2 separate regions of the Mus musculus genome follow, and region 2 is linked to region 1. A link is a contact called in public promoter capture Hi-C data. All regions are on one chromosome and are shown on one strand. Each heading gives the region's core, a stretch centred on a gene start, on an enhancer-like site or on the middle of the called end of the contact. The rest is flanking DNA. Distances are from core to core; before and after follow the strand shown.

Region 1 (4,602 bases), core at 1,235-3,734:
CATCGTGGAGTCCAGAGTGCTGAGCAGAGGCGTAGCTTGTCTTCAAAAATGTCTGGATTATTCCTTCCAGTGGTACTGTCAGCTGTCAGGGTCGTGCCTTTGGCTTTCAAAACAGAGGGATGAGGAGATACATAAGTAAGTGGCTGGATGCAGTGCTCCCGACTCTACACCAGGGTATCATCCCGTACCTAAGCTCCCTGACCTGCTGGGGTCGGGGAAAGCCATTACAGGACCAGCCTGAAGCTTTGTTTTTCAAAAAACAAAAACAAAACCAAAAACAAACGGGCAACAAGAGGCCGCTGTGTGGAGGTCTAGCCCTCCGGTTTCCTTCTAATCTAAGGTGGAATTTTTTGTTTGTTTTCATTTTTTAAACTTGTGTCCTTGAAGGTATTCTAGGCTGTTAATTCAGAAAACTCGATGTGCTAACACACAGGTCTGGAGGTCTAAACCCAAGGCACTGCTTACAGCATAGGGAGAGAACTCTGGCCTTCCCACGGGGTAATTTAAAATCTAGAAGCCAAGCAAGAACGGATTTGCAGGCCAGGGAGGGGCTACACACTGCTATGTTGTGGGCTCTGTACTTCACTTCTCTGTTCAGAGACTAGCCAATCCAAGCACAAGTATCCTCCACAAGAGATAGCAAACTTGTGATTTCTACTTCTCTACAAAAAGTGTTTATTTTGTTTTCTGACAGGGTCTCTCTGTGTAGCCCTGAGAGACCTGCTTGCTTCTGTCTCTAGAATGCTGGGATTTAATACATGTGCCATCATGCCGTTTTAGGGATAGCATTCTTTAAAGTACTTTTAAGTCATGAGTTCTGAGATTTGTATGCAGCTGTAAGATTCCTCCCACTGACAGATAAAGTTGAAAAACAGCTTGTAAGGTTCACATATGTCCTCTGATTGGAAGCCACAGGGTTCCTAGGATTTGTGAAGTATAATAATAAAAACAAAAACAAAAACATCCTCAACAGAGGAAATCTTTCTACAATGTAATCTTGAGCTGAGATTGATTTTCAGAACCTAAATTTAAAGACCACCTGGTCTTCTTGGAGACGAGCTCCAACCCTATCATAACAGGCAGAAGGAAAACACTTTGGGATCATGACCCAAATTGTCCAACAGGTACGTAAGCTGTAGCTGACTTTTAAAATGGGGGGGTGGGGGTGGTAAAGAGAAAATTCACATGTGAGCGCAGCTCTGCAATTTCTCTTTAAACTGGCGACAAGACAGGAAAGAGCTGCTACATACCCGTGGGACAATACCCATGCCCACCCTCCCTAAGCACTGTTAGTCCCTGCTGTCTAGAACGACCACCTCAACCTTCAGCATTCCCATCAGTTACCTGTGAGGAGAAGTAAGGTGAACACAAGTGTAACGGTCTACATGAAGGTGGGGTACAATGCTGCCCCCTCTCCTGGGAGGATACTACACTCAGAGGCAGTTCTGAGGGATGAGTATATTGTTTCTTGCTGTGTTTGTACTTCTGCTACATGAATCATAACTATGAGTAACTACAAAACACACTAAGAGCAAAGTTCATATTTGCAATAAGGCCAACACAAGCAGCCAGTTTGAAAATAAGTAGCTATCTCCCCCAGTAATTCTGACATTATCAATTCACATAAATACTAAAAAAAGTAAATTACAATAGGAAGTGCCTTCTTATTTTCTGAAAAATCCCTAAGCAGTTAAATTCTGAGGATGAGGAAAAGGGAAAATAACATAAAAGAGAGCCTCACTTTTTAAGTCAGGGCTCTGGGGTGCTGCTTCTGCAATTCCTGTTCGTAAGCAAGGAGAGAAGATATCCTGATGGATGAAATAACAGGATGAGAGATGAGCTGGAAGTGGTGCAAAAGAGGCTGGAACACAGAACTGTGTGACTGACAGTCAGAAGGAGCCAATGGAAAGCCAGGAACAGACAAGACACAGCACAAGAAGTCACGACTACTCTGAACCCAGTTAGCCACCTCCCGCTCATGGGAAGCACGATACTGTCTTCTAAGTATGCACTCGGAACAGGCGTCAAGCTCCAGCCACGCCGGCACTAATCTTCTCCCCTAACTCTCTTGAAAATAGAAAGGGGTGCGAGTTAACCAGAATGCCTGGAACTGCTCAAGAGGAGACGCATCCTAAGGTTGGTTTGTTGGTTTGTTTGTTTGTTTTGTTGTCTTAAGTCATTGTTGCTTACTACGTCAGTTTGACTTCAGCCTGGAATGTCTGTGCAGACAGACAATGCTCTCTGCCTCCATCTCTAACAGCATCAGGATATTGCCTCTCTGCATAACCTTTCCTGCTTGACGCTTACTCAGGAACACTGTTGCAAGGCATTGGACATTCGGAGGAGATTCCCCTTCACACGGACATGGGCTCTCCTCTGTTAAAGATTACCACGAAAGCTGGGCATCCATTATAGGCAAACCAACCAACCCAACCAGAATTTTCAGAACTGGCCAAAGTCCCCAAGAAAGAGGCAACAAACACGTCCAGATCAGAGTCCACTTCCTACCTGATGGAGGAGGGAATTGTTCGTCAATCCTTGTGCCCCTGAGATGTTGCCTGTGTGTTTCATGTGGACGTTGTTCATAGCTGGCAACTTGGCAACCTTTGTGGGTTTGCTGCCACTGTTGCCAACAGTGCTAGAGCCTGGAGAGCACTTTCTTTTCTTCCCTATGAGTTTGTCTAGAGGAGTGTGTGAGTGTGGGTTGACAGGCAGTTCACTAGCCTGGTGGATGAATGGGCCGAGAGAGAGAGTGGAGTCGCTGCTGTTCACCATTACACTCATCCTCTTGATGGGCTCTGCAGAGCTCACACCAGCGGGACCCCGCCCTGCCTGCTCATGCCGGAGGCTCACCGAGTGTGTTTTATTTGTCACACAGTTGAGGCCGATGCTGTGGGAAGATGGTGCTGTTGACAGGTATGGAGTCCCAGAGTGAGCCACACAGTTTTTCCTAAAAGAGTTCACGGAATGAGAAGAGGAGGAGGAGGAGGATGACGAAGAGGAGGAAGAAGGAACTAACAGTGGGGAACTGTTTTTGCGTTTCTTTCCTGAGCCACCACTGGTACTGCTACTGGCATTGTGACAGTTAGTGCTGAGAGCAGAAGATTCCTTGGGCCTTATAGACTTGCTAGGTTTCCATTTCTGAGGTTTTCTGGACAGAGGGGAAGAGGGGACGGAAGAGAGGCCCGAGGGCGTGGAGGGGGGTGAGGATGAAGCCGACACTTGTCTGGACTGCACACTGCACACAGGGTCCATCGCCCCAGAACCAGCAGGCTGTGCATTTAGCGTCGTTCCATGAGCTGGTACCGATTTGCTATTTGGGGAGATGCAGGTGGACGACAGCAGGACTGGAGGCGCGGAGACAGTGGTTGCTGCTAAGTAGCTGATCCCACCTTGTGATGTCGGCACAGAATTTGTCCGGTGAGGAACACGGGCAGAAACAGGTGATGTGGTACAGGGCACTGGTGGGATTTTCCTGTAAAAAGGAGATATGATGGGTGAGAATTACCAAAGCTGGTCACACATACTTCCCATAATCACAGCTGCCATGAATGGTTTTGGATGGGCACCCCTTTATATTTGGTATTGAGAAACATATTCTCACCAAGATCAATCAATCTAAAAACACAGACTCAGTCCTGATGGATTGCTCCTTCCAGTTCTTTATGCTTCCTGGGGAACGTGGAAGCATACTCTGTCTATGTAGAGTTCACACGCTACAACCCTAGCTTCAGACCTCCACTGCTGACACTTAGCAAGCACTCTTTCTTAAGCCTCAAGCACAAGCCACAATGAAAGAACTCTCAACTCATCACGTGAAGAAGTCTGCACTGAACACCATGCCTTGCTTGCATCTGTCTAAGGCCCCTGGTGATAGACTTTGTAGACCTGGAAATGACTTTTAATATGTGACTGTAAATCATCTACTCCTTTTCAGATGTTGTAACAGACGTCTTATGTACCATTTACCCATACGGCCTAGAATCTAGTATCCAAACACTGTAAGGATTCAAGCAAGAACGAGTTACTTCATCAACAGGCAGATTGTGACTACCGGCCAGGACACTGCACAGGAGACAAATCCAAAGCAGACTTGTTTGAGTGTTATAACAAAGTATTTTGTTCATAACGCCTGGGCAAAGTACTCAGTAGGGGATGAGAAACCTATCTGGAGAGTCAAACACAGGAGCTCTCCCTTTTATTTTAACTCTGAGTTTAAAAAAAAAAAAAATTTAAAAAATGTGACAGCCTAAAAGAACAAGAAAACCTAGAAAGCCTGATAGTAGCATTAAAGCTCAGGTGGTAACAGCTGGACAGAGGTGCAAGCCATGATCCCAACCACTCGAAAGCTTGACGATGCCATCTCAGGAGCCAAGTAATGATCCTTATGATACAGGAAATTTCAAGAGAGTACACAGACCTTAGTCAATTTTCAGATCTCTCTAACAGACTGCAATGTGGATCCCACGATAAGAAGCCTGGCTCTATCCTTGTGAGACACACAAGTATTGCTTGAGAGGTTTGTAACAATGTGAATTCCTAGAATCAGTATCTCCACAAGGTACCCAGGCTAGCTCTCAAGAGTAGGTTGCTAACTGAATG
Region 2 (4,602 bases), core at 580-3,079, 2.1 Mb before region 1:
ATCTAAAATGGGTGGCAGCTTTTGCATACAAATTAGCACACATTTCTTTTGGAGCTTATTTAGATTTATTACTGTTAGGATATGATAAATATTCAAGCAGAAATTTAAGAGTATTATTTCATTGTAGATTTCAGTGACAAGTATCTACTTCAAAACAAGCTAATGCATTTTTATTTGCATATCCATTCTATAAATTGTTCTGATACTGAGGCAAATGAGATGCTGGGACAATATGCCTTCAATAGTGCCTCCACTATGGCACTAGTGGGTTTAAAAGAAAATAGCAATGCAAAGAGGAACCTGATTTTCTCTACCAAATTACAGAAGTATAATTATAATGTGCGGTCAGGGACCAGGAAGACATGGAGCTTTTCCTTAAGAGTTAAGAAGTCACTGGATTTGGACATGAAGAAGCAGGATATCATCTCCCAACCAAGCCAGACCTTGAATTCTAAGAACACAAGGACACTTGTTGAAAACAAACTAAAGGAGCATTTTCTCACATCAACCTGAATCATTTCTCTTACAAACTGCTCTAATTTCCTTTATAAAACAAAAACTCCAAGATCAGAAATGTAAGCCACAGTAAAGGCTGTAAAATGAACCAGTTTCTTTAAGAAATTTAGTAAATATTCATAATGATGGTCATGATCCGAAATAACTGTCTGCATGCAAAGCTATCTTTCAAAGTACTCTGATCTTAGCATCTTTGGTTTCATTGTACTAACAGAATCGAAATGTCTTTACAAATCCATCCTTCTCTTATGTATGGGGGTGGGAGGTTGAAGACTTAAACAATTCAGTATGAAACGCCAGCTGTGGGCTCTGGAGAATCAAGCTTATGAGTTCTTTCAGACACCTTGTACTCTGAGGTGCTGTGAGATCTCAGGGTTAAGCTGAGGTGTCATAAAGGAGGAAGGCCATCTTCACACAAGTCACAATTATGTGCAAGCCCAAATGCTGCATAACATCTGGCATAGAATCACATTATATTCCCTTTTCAAATATATTTTAAATATCACTAATGTCACCTAAATGAAGAATTATGGTTGTGGTGGCACACACCTGTAATCTCAGCTTTTGGTAGGTCGTGACTGGCATGAGTTCTGGGGTACAGATCAAGTTCCATGCCAGTTTGGGGTACAGGACAACACCTCAATGTCTCTAACAACTAACTCTCTAAAGCTGGTCCGCATGAACTGTACAGCCTTTAAACTAAGAATTCCTACAGACTTCGGGTCGGTGTGTTTGTAAGAGCCAGCGCCCAGGGGCTCAACTGAAGTGACCTCCACTGTCTGCCCCTCCGCATCCCTTCCCCACACTCTTTGACCGGAGCGGCCATGGGAGGTGCTGACTCAAACTCCCAGCCAGTTGTGGAAAGTGCTGCACTCAGTACAAAGGTGACTTGACACAAAGTTCGTAACTTAAACTATAAATGTGTCAACCGCCAAACTCGGCGTGAACGTTTAACTGGCACTCGGGCTGAGCCACAGCGCCGGGATCCTGCAGCGAGATGGGACAGCACAGCTGTCAAACTCAGTGACAGCCTCGGCGGGCCCTCGTCGCCCAGCCCGCCCCGCCTCAGGCCCGAGTGTCCGCGGCCCCGCCCGCCTGCGGCCCTCAGGCTCGAGGGCCCCGGCTGCACCTCAGGATGTTGTCGGCGTAGGTGAGCAGCAGCTTGGAGGCCTCCAGAAAGGTCTCCGGGGTGTTCTGGCATAGCTCGGCCACGGCCGGGGACGCAGAGCTCGACGAGCTGCCCAGTGTGGCCGACGCCATGGCTGCGCCGCGGCCTTCGCCACCTCGCGCACCGCGGCCCGCACTGAGCAGGCGCTGAGGAGCGCCTAGGCCGCCGCAGAGGCCTGCGGCCAGAGGGCGGGGCGAGGAGCCGAGGGGCGGGGCGTTCCGGGAGGGGCTAGGGGCGGGGCGAGCCGCGGAGAGGCCGGTTGCGAACGTTGGGGTACGGGGTACAAGGGGCCGAGCCAGTGGAGTAGATCTCGAGCTGTGGTGGCTGCTTGTGTCGGGTAGGGTCCCAGAGATAATTGCACAGCCTTCTTTTTACGGTAGATAAAAGTCTTTTGTGGAAGAAAAGACTCCAGAAGACCGAGCAAGTTTTTGTTATGTCTTTTTTTTGGGGGGTGGGGTGGGGTGGGGGCGGTTATGGGGAAGGGAAAGTGATCATGGTCTGTGGCCTAGGCTGGGCTCACACGGGAATTTACTGCAGTCTTGCCCTTTGGTTACTAGTGTCCGGCTTCAAAAACAGAGCATAGCTCAGAACTCTTCTGGGTTTCTGATTTGTGTATTTTCCGAATTCTGTTGATGAAAACTCAGTTGTTGCTCACAAGGTATGATTCTGATGCAAGGAGCATTTTGGGAGTGTCCTATGGATACTCGCATAAAACCCATATACAATAATAGAATAAAATGAGGAACAAACAAGTAAATAAAGTTTATATACACATTGTATCCTTTGACTCATACTGGCATATCCCTTACCAGTATCCTTAATTTATCTTAGAAAGGGAATCACTAACCTCCTTAGCTGATGCCCTTGTCACTGACATCAACCCTGGAAATTGGCTCCAGCACTGAGCTTCATACTCAGTCCTCATTACTTCTTTTTCTTCTTCAGAAGAGGGTTTCTCTGCATAGTTCTGGGTAAAGTGGAACTCCAGCTATAGATCAGCTTGAACTCAGATCCACCTGATCACTGCCTCCTGAGTACTGGAATTAAAGGCTTGTCTACCACTACCTGGCTTTTTTTTATTACTTTTTAATGTTGAAATGCCACTAAGAGTGCACTTGACCTTGATTTGTAGTCAGGAGTTTTCCATGCTCCACTCACCTTGAATAGCTGGAATTACATATATGAATCACTAGCACGTAGCAGGTACTTGTTGGCTTTGTGTTTTAAAGATATTTACTTATGTGACCTCGTTTGACACTTTATTATCTGTTGTTTTTTAATGTTTCTGGGCAATTTCTTCGGAGAATTTTCAAGAACTTCTGAATATTCATCTGTAAAATATACCTACATTTTTAGCACTTAGGTTTGTAGACCAACTTCAAGAATATTGTTTTCAGCTAGGCATGTTGGCAAATCCCAAAACTTGGAAGGTAGAGGCAGGAGAATCAAATATACATACATACATACATACATACATACATACATACATACATACATACATATATCACTACTACCACCACCACCAAAGACATGAAAGAAGGAGGCAGATGAGGGAAAGGGGGGTTAAAGGGGAGGGCAAAGGTGATGGAAGAGAGATAATGGATGGACTGTGGCCAAAGAACATTGTATATCTATGAGACTTTGAAAGAATAAGTCTTAGAAAGAGAATATTATGTTCAACAAAGTATGTTATTAGCTGTTGTTTAAATTTTTCAGTGGCTAACTACTAGCATTTTTTTTTCTGGTCCATAACAAAGTAATAATTATGTTTGTGGCCCAACTTCAAATGCTGTATTCCCAGCTATTTGCTGTGAGTGTTGACTGATCCTTGTAATCCCAGTATATAAAGGATACAGGCAGGCCAGCTGCTGCAGCCTTGTTAGGAAAAGTGCATTATGGGAGGCAGTTAGGTTTTGAGAGTACATGCTCCTGCCCTATGTCCAGGTTACTCCCTCTGCTTGTGCTTGTGGTAAAGGATGTGAGTATTCAATTTCCTTCTCTGGCTGCCATGCCTGCTGCCATGCAGTTCTGCCATCACGCACTCTAACCTTTGTACCCATAAGCCAAAGTAAATGGTTTTATAAGTTGCCTTGGTTGTGGTGTTTTATCACAGCAATAGAAAACTAGGGTAAGCATGGTTTCAGATATTTTTTGAAAACTTGTGCTGAGCTTGGAAGTAAATTTATCATATTGTGTTATGGAAGTCGTTATTCCTGCAATTCTAGTACCAGCTGCTATTTCTAAAGCGACCAAGAGTGGCATGACCTGAACTGCCCTCTTATGTTGGGCAGCTATCATATCTACAACTGGGATTGGTAGGGGCTCATTTCCCTGGATTACTCCCAGTTCAGGGAAAAGGAGTACCAACATGCAAACTCCTGACTGACAGAAACGAGTACTAAGAGAGTGGGATATTGCTGGGATGAACTTGACCATGTGGTTTTATTTTGTGGGGCTAGGGGAATATTTATAGAAGGCTTTGGGAAGACTTGGGCTAGAAAACAAGATAAATTGTACTGTTTGTAGAGAAAAGGAGATCTAGGGAGCTTAACACTACAGCCAAGGCATGTGCTAGAGAGAAGATGTTTCACATAGTTGAGAAGTTTGCCTTGTACTGGAACAAAGGTAAAGGGTACTCTCTAGCCAAGACCTCACTCAGCAAAACTTCCAGCTTGTACAATAGCCTAAAGTCTTTTCTGATCCCAGAAAGTTACTGAATGAAAAAGTATTGCTGCTAATGTGATTCAAGTGACCCCATCCCTGGCTGGCAGCCACAGTGCCAGGTTTAGACTTGAAGGATACAAGAATGAAGTGTCACAGATCCTACCTCTGTGGCTTCTGAGAGCCTCTGAGGCCAGGCAACATGTGGTATGGAATTCTCTGCATGAAGATACTGAGAGAATAAGAGTCATGATAGG

The links. Promoter capture Hi-C pulls out the DNA fragments that hold promoters and counts their contacts.
Region 2: a promoter capture Hi-C map of liver shows a contact between it and region 1, with 5 times the contacts expected there. The contact joins the promoter of Ngly1 here to the enhancer-like site in region 1. A contact is called at or near these places in 3 of 39 promoter capture datasets (hippocampal neurons, liver and pre-B cells), 6 of 115 datasets of contacts at active chromatin or transcription factors (astrocytes, bone marrow-derived dendritic cells, extraembryonic endoderm stem cells and 3 more) and 2 of 9 other capture datasets (liver and macrophages).

What each region holds. Positions count from the first base shown.
Region 1 is chr14:14,098,808-14,103,409 of GRCm38.p6, reverse strand. It overlaps Atxn7 (ataxin 7), which reads right to left. Exons shown (of 12, transcript NM_139227.4): 11 at 2,509-3,475; 12 at 1-103. The coding sequence ends at 86. Among named protein-coding and RNA genes, the nearest start is that of Psmd6, 20 kb to the left of the region's middle. Within about 2 kb of position 2,484, at least 7 of the 459 cell types and tissues checked have an H3K27ac peak or open chromatin away from gene starts, as enhancers often do. A contact at or near this core is called in liver, where this site is marked.
Region 2 is chr14:16,246,541-16,251,142 of GRCm38.p6, reverse strand. Ngly1 (N-glycanase 1) reads right to left here and starts at 1,829. Exons shown (of 12, transcript NM_021504.3): 1 at 1,646-1,829. The coding sequence starts at 1,776. It also overlaps a transcript of Oxsm not described here.